Regions from separate parts of the Zea mays genome. Here all the other regions are linked to region 1. The links are chromatin contacts, called in public Hi-C maps. All regions are on one chromosome and are shown on one strand. Each heading gives the region's core, a stretch centred on a gene start, on an enhancer-like site or on the middle of the called end of the contact. The rest is flanking DNA. Distances are from core to core; before and after follow the strand shown. Region 1 holds the start of LOC103637510. Region 2 holds the start of LOC103637459 (transcription repressor OFP8). Region 3 holds the start of LOC103637435 (protein LAZ1 homolog 2).

Evidence for each region. A called contact is a pair of places that touch in the nucleus more often than the background predicts.
Region 2: a contact with region 1 is called in a Hi-C map of ear, with 2.3 times the contacts expected there. The contact joins the promoter of LOC103637459 here to the promoter of LOC103637510 in region 1. A contact is called at or near these places in 2 of 25 Hi-C or Micro-C datasets (ear and tassel).
Region 3: a contact with region 1 is called in a Hi-C map of tassel, with 2.7 times the contacts expected there. The contact joins the promoter of LOC103637435 here to the promoter of LOC103637510 in region 1.

The regions. Positions count from the first base shown.
Region 1 is chr1:83,407,578-83,412,286 of Zm-B73-REFERENCE-NAM-5.0, reverse strand. It overlaps LOC103637510, which reads left to right and starts at 2,009. Exons shown (of 7, transcript XM_008659683.4): 1 at 2,009-2,891; 2 at 3,503-4,342; 3 at 4,439-4,684. The coding sequence starts at 2,858. It also overlaps the pseudogene LOC118473061.
Region 2 is chr1:82,998,480-83,003,058 of Zm-B73-REFERENCE-NAM-5.0, reverse strand. It overlaps LOC103637459 (transcription repressor OFP8), which reads right to left and starts at 2,023. Exons shown (of 1, transcript XM_008659648.2): 1 at 720-2,023. The coding sequence starts at 1,831. The coding sequence ends at 1,049.
Region 3 is chr1:82,981,144-82,985,351 of Zm-B73-REFERENCE-NAM-5.0, reverse strand. It overlaps LOC103637435 (protein LAZ1 homolog 2), which reads left to right and starts at 1,976. Exons shown (of 5, transcript XM_008659634.3): 1 at 1,976-2,061; 2 at 2,248-2,541; 3 at 2,647-2,703; 4 at 2,797-2,905. The coding sequence starts at 2,371.

The DNA.
Region 1 (4,709 bases), core at 760-3,259:
CACTACTAGGTGATTGTCATTGCCGCCCTACTCGAAGTGCTTAAGTCTAGCCTTAGTTCCTTCGTCAGGTTTTCGCCGAGCCCTTCACGAGTGACCAAAACCCTATGCTCACATCTACCTTTCCTTTTTTATTGTGCGAAACCAAACACTCGAATCCTAACTTAATCTATTTGGGTATTTGTAGTTGGATCTGATGTAATTACAAATTGTTTGTGTATTACGCCTAATAAATTTGATTTTCTCTGCATGTTGTTCATTGTACATGTGTGCACCCAATATATTGCTATGCTACCTTAGTCCCGAAAATGTACCTCCTATTATGAACAAAGTAAATTTGGATACATAGGTTACAAACCTCTGTTTAATCTCCATGGCATTGTTTCAGCTCAAATTATTTTTGAGTTACAACAGAAAGCAGCGTCTGCATATTTAATTCTGGAAATAACACAACGGCACACAATTTATTCCTACCAGATTTTTCGGTGAGTTGATCTTGAAGTGAATAATCATGTGACAAAATATATGATTATTATATGGTTAGTTAGGCTCAAAAAAACATTGTTATTGGCCATACTTGGTTGAGATTATTTTCCCGCCTTGTGCATTACCATCCATTTTGTTTATTAAGGTTAAAGAAAACATTAAGCGCTAGCGAGCGATGACCCACCATCTAGAGCTTAAGTGTGCTTAAAAGTTCCTAAACATACTCAATCGTTTTATAATATGGCAAAAACTGGAAATGTTGGTCTCGCCATACAAATAAGAGATGAAAGTGTAGAGCAATGTGTTTGGTTGCAGTGACAGGATGGGACGGGATGGGATGATCCTTGAAATAAGGTTGTTTGGTTTAGAGTCAATGGCTAGGACAAGACTATCTCAGTGTTGTCCCAGTTATCCCTCAAAATTAGAGGGGCGAGAGAGGACACCAGGGGACATCCCTGTCCTGGCTGTCCCGCAACCAAACGTAGCCTAAGAGACTACAAATGAATCGAAAACAAATGGGAGATGGAAGTGGGGAGCAGTATAAGCAGTAGTGTAAAATAGGGATATGTAACTGTAGATGTCCATGTTTATAAAGTGAAGTTTAAAATAATGAATAAGAAAGAGGATAAACTGTTGGAAATAGATAGCCTAAATGTATCAAGCATTAGGCTGTCTCCAACAGACACTAGCCAAAACGGACAGACATTCAGGCTGTTGGCTTGCCACAGTAATTTAGCTGGCCATCCATACGTCCGTCGTATCCAACGGAGCAGCTAAAATAGCTGGTTCCCAGGGCGAGTGGCCAGAAGCCTCAGAAGTGGGTCCGGATTGTCAGAGATGAAGGGGAGAAAATGGCTGCCGGCTCTGAACCAGCCAATCTAGCTTTTCTCTCTCATCCCCTCTAAAATAGCTGCTCCTTTTGGCTGTGTTGTTGGAACCTGTTTCTAGGCGCTACAGTAGCACCACGACAGCCATATTGGCTTTGGCTGGCCGTTTGGCTGCTCCGTTGGAGTTAGTCTTAGGGTCTGTTTGGTTGGGCTGTGGCTGCGGAAAAAGTTGCTGTGGGCTGTGAGCTGTGGAAAAAGCTGCTGTAGGCTGTGTGCTGTTAAAAAGCTAAAAATCATTTGGTGGAAACCACTAAAAGTCGTTAAAAGTTCTTCGATATATCTTTTCACAATTCCATCCAAAAGCCACTAAAAGCAGGTACAGGGGTGCTTTCAGTTTTGCAATATGAGAAAGTCGGCTTTTAGAAAAAGCTGCTTCCTAGATCCAGCCCTTTGGTTGACTTTTGACTTTTAGGGGGCAAAAGCCAAAGCCAAAAGCCAAACCAAACACACCCTTAGATGTCTCTCTTTGTTCTCATACGTGAGATGAGACACGAGGTTTTCACAATTTCCTCTTGCGATGTTTGTATTTACAAAAGAACGTCCAGAGCCACAAATGAGTTCTAACCATTATCTTACAGGCCACTTAGCTACGTAATTGAACCCCAAACATACTCATACTACACTCTAACACAAAACTCAAAACATCTGACATACATTAAATTATGTGTTTATTTATCAAAAGGTTTAGAAAGAAAAATAAATAGAAAAGAAACGAACAATATGGGCTTTTTCTTTATTTAGTGGCCCATCTAAAAGCCATTAATTCAGGACAAACCTACGTTCCACCACACCCACACGTTTCTTTACCCTAGCCTTTTCACTGCTCCAGCGAAGGCACACAGTGACACAGCCCGACAGGCGACAGCCGCCGCCGTTTCTTCGTCTCCCATCTTCATCTTCCTCGCAGCGCAGGCGCTCCATCTTCCGCTCCCTCTCCGACTCGCGCTCGGCACGCAGGCGACGGCGGTGGCGGCGCTCAGGCTCGGGCTCTCAGCGACGGCGGGGCAGTCCCAGATTCGGCGGCGGCGTCAGCGGCTCCCCCTCTCTCCTTTCGCCAATCGCCTTGCGCCAATCGCCTTGCGCCTCCGGTCCTCCGCACACCGGCCGGCGACTCTACGTGCGCGCCTCCTGCTCCCCTCTTACTCCGGTGGACAGTCGACGGCGTCCGGCTCCGGCGGCTGCACTGCGCGCCGCGTGCGGCCGTCGGGCAGCAGGAGCCAGCAGCCGCTGCTCCACCAAGGCGGGCGCGCCGCTTTAGTACCGCTTATTCCCCAAACGAAGCGTGACCCGTCCGCTTAGCGCTGAAGCGTGCGCTTAGTGCCGCTATTTGGAATCCTGTTACCTTATATCTCTAGGTTATTTTTGTCCCCTTCCAAGTGCAGTGTTGCTCTCTTGTGATCCCCTGACTGAAGTTCTTAAACCTGTGATTGGACTGAGGACTTTACACATTGCCTCATGTATGCACATACATCTTCAGGCTAAAAGAAATGGACAGATCCAGTTCTGGTTCTTGTGGTCAGGGTGAGTAGTTTTTCCCTATTATGGTGTTTGGAGTTTACTCACAATGAATATATGAATTAAATTTGTGAGGTTCAAGTAGATAAGTTTAATTGTGTTAACAATACAATGTAGATTTCTGTTCGAATTTTTGATGCTGTCTTCGGTGATTCTTGTTGAATGCTAAACATGTGATTTAATTGTAACCTAGTGGTTAGCTGTATGTTGTTCTAGAGTCTTGTACTCACATTAATTTGGAATTGATTGATGTTCTGTTAATAATTGGGGTTGATTTTCACAATGACATAGTTAAACAAATTCTCTGTTTTCATGTTGCATTGGGAACTGGTTCAACACGGATATACATTTAGGAGGACAAGCTGGTTTGGCAAATTAACATAATAGTGATATTCCTTGTAACTCATACTCATCAAATATAGTCATGACTGGGTTGCTAGGCATTCTACTTGAATAACTCCTTGTAACGAAATAAGATGGAGTTTACTGTAGATTGATATGGAAATACTTGACATGCTACATGTTTTGTTTTGTTTCTACTGAAAGTGATGTGATTGAAGTGCATTCTTTGTTTGCTGTCTTTGATATGCTTTGCTGAATATAACATCACATTGCAGGTACAGTGCATCACTGGCTTGTGCTGATTGTGGTTTGGCTTTGTGGAAGCCAGCATGTTGTGTCTCAGAAATCGACACTTGAACCAAAAGATAAATTCCTTCTGTCTGATCCACCAATTGGCCTCTTTGATCCAATAGAGATTTCACCTTCTGTTCTTCCACACAATACTAACCCTGTTGAGCCACTGTCACCTATGTATCCAAATTACACATCCTATGATCCAGTCTTGACTGGAAAATGCCATGTAAATTTTTCTGCACTCTCTTATATCATGGAGAAGACAGCGTATGATTGCTCCATTCCGTTAGCACCACTAGTTGCTGATGTTATATGTTGCCCCCAAGTTAATAGCTTGATGAATATTTTCCAAGCTGCATATGGCAGTGGAAATGGTACCCTAGTTCTCAACCAGGCTTCAGCAAATGCTTGTTTCTCTGACATTATGAACATCCTTGCAAGCAAAGGGGCAAACACCAACATCCCTGAGTTATGTACTCTGAGGCCATCAAATCTTACTGATGTTTCTTGTCCTGTGAAGGATATTAGCTCTTTTGAGAAAATAGTCAACATCAGTAAACTCCAAGATGCATGCAGCAATGTTGACCCACTGAAAGAGTGTTGTAGGCCAGTTTGCCAACCTGCTATAGCAGAAGCAGCTATTCACATATCCTCTGGTGGGGCTAACATGTTCGGAAGTTCTAGCATGCCAGGGAGTGCTGTTGGGATTGATGTTGTTAGCGACTGTAAAGGGGTAGTTCATTCCTGGTTATCTATGAAGCTTTCATCAGAGGAAGCTAATAGTGCTTTCAGAGTATTATCTGGTTGCAAGGTGAACAAAGGTAAGTGATGTCATACTCTCTAGATGGCTAGTAATGTAAGTTTCATTGTTATCATGCACAAAACCAAGTGAATGATTCTTGTTCTAAATGATGTAGTTTGTCCACTGGAGTTTGATGAACCTTCTTCAGTCGTTAAGGCGTGTGGCAAGGCATCATCTTCAACGTTATCATGCTGCGCAGCATTGCACTCTTACATTGGAACTAGGCAAAAACAGATATTTGTCACAAACCTGCAAGCAATTAATTGTGCAACAATGTTTGGATCAATGTTACAGAAAGCTGGTGTGGTGGATGACATTTATGGGCTTTGCGACATTGATTTGAAAGATTTCAGCTTGCAAGGTATGCACTGAAGCACTATTTACTT
Region 2 (4,579 bases), core at 774-3,273, 410 kb after region 1:
GGGAGGAGGCGGACGGAGGCGACGACGTGGGTGAGTGAGGTGGAGGCGGACGGAAGCCACGGGCAGTGGACGAAGGCGGCAGGGTGACCTGGAGGCGAAGGCGGCGCCGCGGCGGGGTGGTGTCTTGGAGAGGCGAGCGAGACCGCGAGAGGCGAGAGTTTCCAGCCCGACCTCGCGAGGCTAGGCCAGATAGCCTCGTCCTCTCCCGCGGATTCGGTCGGGATAATGGGCTGCCAAGCGCAATTTTATTTCGCGCGGAGAAAGTTGGGCCCGAGGTTATTTTACCTGGAGATTAGGCCGGGATCCAGCCGTGTTACCGGGTTACCAAAGGAGGCTGCGAGGCACGCCGCCACGCGCGTGCAGCCGTGCCGTGCGACCCTGACGGATCCATGGATCGGGTGGGCATTTCCCATCGCGCGCGCGCGGTTGCCGCGCAAGACAAAAGCCGAGTGCCGACTGCCGAGCACCATCGTTTCGCCCCGTTGGAGTAACCCACCACAACAGCTAGCTCGCAACGAGTCAAGCGCCCGGGGATCACGGGCGGCGCCTTTCCGGCCGTTTCCACCGGCCGGCTATGGTGCTCTCTCTCTCTCACACACAACACACACACACTCACCTCCCCGGTGTGGTCGCGTGATCATCTGTTGGTTCTTCACCGATGCAACGGCTAAAGCGACGCCGAACATAAATGGAGGAGAAAAACACTATCTACTCTGATATACCAAGCAGTTTAGAAAAACACACTGAAAGTCTACAATCAGTTCAGAAAAAAAAACCAAGGCGTTTGTTGCGTGGAGTACACATCAGTACAGAACACTTGATATATCAACGCATCGACAAAAACCCTAACTCAAGACCGTTACCAGCGCACTTGTGATAAACCAATGCGTCAAAGAAATCGACAAAAACGAAACTACTGAAAACAACCATGCAAGTCTCGTCCGCCCAGCCACGAACGTACAAGAGAAATTAATCGACGGCCGGGGGATGGGATTGGACCTTGGACAGTTGGACGTAACAAACCGATCGAGGAACAGACTAGTCAAGCTCAAGCACCACGCGTTGCCAGGTGCTGGTGCTGCTTCTTCCTGCAGCGGCGGGAGGAGGCGAGGAAGTCCGGCGCGCGCTCGTGCCCGGCGAAGACCTCCTCCCAGATCTCGGCGAAGGCGCGGAGGATGAGGTGGTGGTGGCGCGGCGAGTTGAGGGACAGGAACCGGTGCAGCAGCTCCCGGAGCTCCGCGCCGCCCACGATCTCCTTCTCCACGATCATCTGCAGCATGGACCGGCGGAAGTCGCCCAGCGGGTCCGCCGACTCCTTCACCACCGCCACGCTCTCCTCCACCCGCCCGGACCCGCCGCCGCCCTCGCTCACGGTCCGGCGGTGCCACTGCTTGCCGTCGGTGCTGCCGGCGGAGTGCAGGAAGCGGACGCTGCGCTCCAGCTCGTGGAGCTGGCGCAGGAGCGCCGACAGGCTGGGCGTGCTCTCCTCCATGCTGCTGGGGCCGTCGTCGGCGGTGGTGGTGGTGGTGGTGGTGACGGACGAAGACGAGACCGAGAACGAGGAGGGAGCCGACGACGTTGTCGTCGCCGGCCTGCTCCCTCCTCTTCTCGTCGACTCGGTCGTGACGGTGGCGGTCGACGTGCCGGTGAGCGGAGTGGTTGACGCGGCGGTCTGCGGCGTGGCGGTTGGTGACTTGTCGGAGGAGCCATCGGAGATGGAGACAGCCTTGGTGCCGCCGCAGCCGCACATGAATAGGCGGGCCTTTTTGTTGATGCACAGCCCGCCGCCGCTGGCACCGGCACCGCGCCGGCGCGACATCAACACCCTCATGGAAGGGCTTATGCTCTGGCGGGGGCGGGGGCGAGGAGTGTGGCTGCGCTCGTTGGCTCGTGCAGTGGGTATGTATGTTGCGGAAGGAAAGGGCTGCCGTGGGCTGGGGCGAGGAACAGAGAGGCCTAGCTTAAAAAGAGCGAGCCATAGATACCGGCCATATATGTGCACGTTCGTTGCATCCGGATCAGCGAGTGAAACGGCTACACTAGTGTCTTCGTTTTTTGAATGGACAGGATCTGGCAGGTGCAGCTGGTGCGAAATTTAAAAAAGGGTTAGATTAAAACCCTAACTAAGCGCAAACTCATCTGGTGAGACCACCGATGCCAGACCTTTTTCACGTCCCTCATAAACTGTCGCAAACAAGACAGGAGTACAGATCGACGACATACATGGTAGTAGAGATGGCCAAATGGACCGCCCAGCCAGGGTACGGTGAAGCCCGGTCCGTTTTGGGCTCGGCCCGCTAGGCACGGTTACGAAACCGGACCGGGCCGTATAAGCACGCGTGCTCAGTTTCCTGTCCGGGCTCGTTCCACAGCGGGCCGACCCGTTTAGCACGAAAAATCGGACCGAAAAGCAGGTCGGTAAGCACGTTTTAGTGTAAAAAGCGGGTTTAACTGGCTTAGAGGTAAACGGGTCGTGTCGAGCTAGCCCACCGTGCATAGTTTTCTGTCCGAGCCCGACCCGCTTATTCGTGCCGGGCCGGGCCGGGCCCGCATAGAACCGGGTTATGTCAGGCTCGGACCGGGCCCAAACAGCGGGCTTCGTGCCGGGCTCGCAGGCCTCGTGCTTATTGGCTATCTATATATGGTAGTCAATCTCTGAGACGAAATTTAATTTACATTGAGTAGTGCATGGATGTTCTAGTGTTAATTTTATGAAAATGTTGCTTGGCTTGTCAAAAGCCTGCCTAGTGAAATATAGAGCGCGGACAATACAGATAACCAACTCGGTTTTGTGACGACGATAACAGGTTTGCCGAGTTGCCGTCACTAATGAATTCGGTGAAACCATGCAAGGATGAATTTGAAAAAAGACAGAGACCATATGCATGGTAAGGGCATCCAGCGTCTTACTCTTATACAATGGTAATTACTTGATCCAATCATACGCGTGTTAGTTTACATCTCTCATTTCCGTACCCCTAGCTATCCACCACAGACGCCCACTTATTTGGTCATAGAGGCTATATGTTTTATTATATTTCATTTTTTTCACTTACTGATCTCTCTTTTGTTTTTGGGTACCCTTTTTTAAGCCCTTCAAAAAATACCCCCATCTCCAAATATGTATATTTTTTCTTACGAAAAGCTATTTATATAAGTGCCCTCAAATTACAACTATTTGTTCAAACTTCATGCATGCATTCCGTAAAGTTGTAGGTCCTCTTTATTACTCTTTTGTAAAGATATTCTTCTTGAAAAAGATTTTTTTTTTCTATGAGGCATTCGAACATCCTTTTCGTACTCTTTTTATGGCACTTATTTGAGGTACTCTTGGAGATGTTCTTAAACATCTAAATTTATCGTGACGACTGGCGAGTAACACGTGCTCCACAAAGAGTTGACATATTTAGATTTATTTGTGGTAATGCAGCTGAATGACGAAAATTATTGAAGATCAAAGAGACGGGATGCAGCGGTGGAGCGGATAGGACGTGCCTCTTGTTTGGAATATAATATAAGTGAATTGTCCACGTCTTTCTATCAGATTAAGCTGGTTGGTGTATGTAACTTAATATGATATCAGATCTAGAAATCTCGCGTTTGAATACTGGTAAGCACAATTAAATAAAATAATTATTGTTCGCTCCTATATTCCACGTCAACAAGAGACCCAAAAAAGGCTCGACGTGAGAAAAACGTTGGAATATAATATAATTAAATTATCAACTTTTTTCTATCATCTTAAACTTTTAGGTTTAATTGATTGGTACATGTAACTTAATACTCCTTACCGCTCCTGAGCCTATGGATTTTCATTGAAACATCTCATAAAATTTAAAATGTACATTGTGTAATGTAGAAAGGACCTCTATATATACTATAGCAGTTTAGTTTATTCTCTCCTAAATTTTGTTTGGCTCTGTGTCTTGTTGAGGATATATAGTTAAGCTAGCTTTTGGAATCAGGAGGACCCTACGAACATCCTGTTTATTCCATGGCACTATGGCAGGGCCTACACAACACTGATGTGCGATGCCTTTTAGAAAAAACTACACGCGGGCTAGGATAGCTAGGGCGGCTTTGCCCTTGTCCTATCTGCATCTGTTGACACATTTCCATCGCTCTAGGTAGGGTGTCATTAGCCCCTTGTTGCAAAGGATAGGAGGATTATTATCTAAATTAAATACAGTATCATTTATAGGTACCCATTTGTATTAACGTTCGCAGGAACAGGTGCCCCCGAAATATGCGGTCGGTAATTGCTACTGAGTAGGCTAGCTTATCCCTTGTTATGATGAACGATTTGTTGTGTCCTGATAATTGTCACCATCATTACTAGTTTGCAGCGCACACTGCTGTGCATAAGAGTGTGTTTGGTTGGACGTACAACGCACCTTGAGAAAAAACAGGAATCTTTTAAAAAAAATAAGCTGTCAAACTAGCCCTAAACATAAGCTTGGAAACGCCCCCTTTACCCTCTTACAGGTGGGCCCCACTCGTCATCCTTCCTCAACTTTTAGATCATCGCCGAGAGTAGAGATGGCCAAACGGGCCGCCCGGCCCGACCCGTCAGGCATGG
Region 3 (4,208 bases), core at 727-3,226, 430 kb after region 1:
CCAAGAATCGAGCTCAAAGACTATCTCAAAGTTCTCACAAGAACGGAGCTCGAATCACTTAGAATGACAATCGGATGCACAAAGACTGAGTGTGGATGATCAAGAATGCTCTAAGGTTGCTTGGTGTATCCCTCCATGCGCCTAGGGGTCCCTTTTATAGCCCCAAGGCAGCTAGGAGCCGTTGAGAACAAATCTGGAAGGCCATCTTTGCCTTCTGTCGTCGGGCGCACCGGACAGTCCGGTGCACACCGGACAGTGTCCGGTGCCCGATTCCTTTCCTTAATTGGCGAAGCCGACCGTTGCAGATCTGGGAGCCGTTGGCGCACCGGACATGTCCGGTGCACACCGGACAGTCCGGTGCCCCCTTCCGACCGTTGGCTCGGCCACGTGTCCCGCGCAGATCGCGCGGCCGACCGTTGGCCCGGCCGACAGTTGGCTCACCGGACAGTCCGGTGAATTTTAGCCGTACGCCGTCGGTGAATTCCCGAGAGCGACCACTTCGCTCGAGGCAACCTGGCGCACCGGACACTGTCCGGTGCACCACCGGACAGTCCGGTGCCCCAGACCGAACCAGCCTTTTGGCTGTACACAGCCAACTCTTCTCTTTTCTTCTTCTTTCTGTTTCTAACACTTAGACAAATATATTAGTACACAAAACCAATGTACTAAGACTTAGAAACATACCTTTGCTCTTGATTTGCACTTTGTTCACCCATGGGCATAGATTCATATTTAAACACTTGTGTTGACACTCAATCACCAAAATACTTAGAAATGGCCCAAGGGCACATTTCCCTTTCACAGTGTCCGGTGCTCCAAGGAAGAGCGGCCTCAGGAACTCGCCAGCCTCGGGAATTCGCTTCGGCTGCTCCGCTATAATTCACCGGACATGTCCGGTGTACACCGGACTGTCCGGTGTAACAACGGGGCAACGGCTACTTCAGGCGCCAACGGCTACCTGCAGCGCATTTATTGCGCGCCAGCGCGCGCAGAGGTCAGGCACGCCCATGCTGGCGCACCGGACATTCTACAGTACATGTCAAGTGCGCCACCGGACATCCAGGCGGGCCCAGAAGTCAGAGCTCCAACGGTCAGAACCCAACGGCTCTGGTGACGTGGCTGTCGCACCGGACATGTCCGGTGCGCCATTCGACAGACAGCCTCACAAAACGGCTAGTTTGGTGGTTGGGGCTATAAATACCCCCAACCACCCACCATTCATGGTATCCAAGTTTTCACACTTCCAACCATTTACAAGTGCTAGGCATTCAATTCTAGACACACTCAAGAGATCAAATCCTCTCCCAAATTCCACACAAAGCTTTAGTGACTAGTGAGAGAGATTTGCTTGTGTTCTTTCGAGCTCTTGCGCTTCGATTGCTTTCTTATTTCTTGATTCTTTCTTGCGATCAAACTCACTTGTAATTGAGGCAAGAGACACCAATCTTGTGGTGGTCCTTGTAGGAACATTGTGTTCCAAGTGATTGAGAAGAGAAAGCTCACTCGGTCCGAGGGACCGTTTGAGAGAGGGAATGGGTTGAAAAAGACCCGGCCTTTGTGGCCTCCTCAACGTGGAGTAGGTTTGAGAGAACCGAACCTCGGTAAAACAAATCCGCGTGTCTCACTTCACTATTCGCTTGCGATTTGTTTTGCACCCTCTCTCGCGGACTCTATTATATTTCTAACGCTAACCCGACTTGTAGTTGTGTTTATATTTGTAAATTTCAGTTTCACCCTATTCACCCCCTTCTAGGCGACTTTCAGTAAGGGCCACGACGTCGGCTACGGACCCCGACCGGGCTGTCCGCGTGGAGCAGGCCGTGCCGTGCCGGCCCACGTGCCTGGCCAGCGGCCCAGACACGGCCTGCTCCACTGGGCCGTGCCAGCCCGGACCCATCCCATACATGCCGGGCCGGGCGCGAACCGGGCCAAAAAAAAAACGGGCCTCGGGCCGGGTTAACGGGCCCGTGCCTCATGTACATCTATAGTCGTCGTGTCCTCATTCAGCCGTGCAGCCAGTGGCGGTGGACCGGAGATCTCCCTCCGCTCCAGCTCCGATTGGTAAGGATACCCCTCTTGTACTTGCGTGGATGCGTTGTTCGTCTCCTTCTCTCCCTGCCGCCGCCACTCGAATCCATTAATTGTCCCCTCTGTTTATATTTTTTGTTGGGGGTATTTGAACTCCAATCTGTCCAACATGTGGCGGGCTCAATTCACTTGCCGCGCCGCGGAGTACTTGATCTGCAGATGATCCCCCCACCCAACTTCTTCCGCCAAGTGTTACTCGGGTGTTCCCTCCCCTCCCCTGTGGCCTGAGAGCTGTGCTGCAGAGCCCAAGAGAAGTCGTTGGTGCAGACAGCCTTGGATTGGATGTGGAATGAGGCGATGGCATCTGACGGATCATCATCCTCTACCTTCCGGGGGTTGTACGGCAACGTCCACGGCCCGGCGGTGCTCACTGGCGCGCCGTTCGCGCTCGTGGCGCTCCTCATCTCGCTCTGGCTCATCCTGCAGCACCTCAGATCCTACAGCGATCCAGCTGTAAGTAACTAACTGATGTTCATAGGGATGGCTTGTTTGTTGTTATCCGTGCGTGCTGCTGGACGATTGTGCTGATGCACTCTCCTGCATGCTGGAATCCTGCAGGAACAGAAGTGGATCATAGCTGTGCTGTTCATGGTGCCTGTTTATGCCTGCGAATCGGTAAGCACTAGCAGCTAGCGGGTTTGTACGTAGTTTGCAACCCATCAATCTTGAGTTCTTGACATGAATTGATATCCAATTTCCTCCTTCCAGATAATCTCACTGTGGAACTCGAAGCTCTCTCTGGCCTGTGATATATTACGGAATTGTTACGAAGCCTTTGCTCTGTACGCCTTCGGACGATACTTGGTGGCTTGCCTTGGTATGTAAAGCAGCTGCACAGTAATAATCTGCATATATATATATATATAATCACAGAATCTTTTCCGTTAGTCCTCTAGAGGGATCGAATCGCTGTAGTGTAATCTTGTGATGATCACTGATCAGCTACGTACACATCTATGCTCTCCCCACAGCTAGAGTACTGGGCTATATTGTCACAGAATCTTTTCCGTTACGGCCTATATTGTCAACACGCTTGCGGTATCTATTGGGCCCTCAAACTGGAGTACTGGGCTACCTCGTAGAATTGAGAGACGGATAGAGATGTACACAAAAAAAGGTGTCGTGCAGTAGTACACTCGACGGCCCAATAGGATCTCTGGTCAGCCCAGTCCTCTTATAGGCCGGAGTACTGTACTCATCTGTATTTGGGTATCCCATCGTTTATAGGCCGGAGAAAATTGGGGAAAAGTTGTGTAGGTATTGAGAAACCCTAAGGCCTGGTTTGATATAAAGAATTTAGAGAGGATCCACGTGAAGAAAATCATTTGTTTTGAATAACCCTAAGGGCTAGTTTGCAAATCATATTTTTTCACAGGATTTTCAATTTTTAAGAGAAATTAGTTCATTTTTCCTTGGAAAAATAAGAATCCTTTGGAAAATGTAATTACCAAACTAGTCCTAAAATTGAACTAATTTCTCTTGAAAAATAAAAATCCATTATAAAAATGGAGATATCAAACTAGCCCTAGGACTGTTACATAATTTATATAAAGATGATCATTTGGGGAAAAAAATATAGCTTTCACATGCGTTGGATGCTTATGTAGATACGTATGTGATATAAATATAATGATAGAGACCACGATTACTTCGTGAGGTTAGTTTCCATCTAAGGCTTTGTTCGATTAATATCATTACCTATGGATTGGATGTGATTGAAAAATTAAGAAAGAGTTTGACTTACTTAGGATGATTTAAACTCACACAATCTCACTCAATCCACATGGATCGAGAGCTAACCGAACAAGCTCTAATTATGACGAGCTAGCGCATAGCAATACAATTAATGCCCGGGGCTTCACTGTTTTTTGTCCGTTGAAGTTTTCCGTCTGGGTTTCGAGAGGCCATGTACTTAAGGCATCTTTGCCTAAAGACAGAGTCTGCTCCTAGGCATCTGATTCTCTAGGTGGACAACTCCTATTTACTTAACTGTGTATGTGACGCTAAGCCTGCATCTGCAGATGCAGGGTTTGCCAAAAAATCACCTCTCCAGACTGCATAGACTGCATGCGTAGGTACCCTAGGTACCTAGGATCGTTCCGTTTCTAGCGAGCCATGCT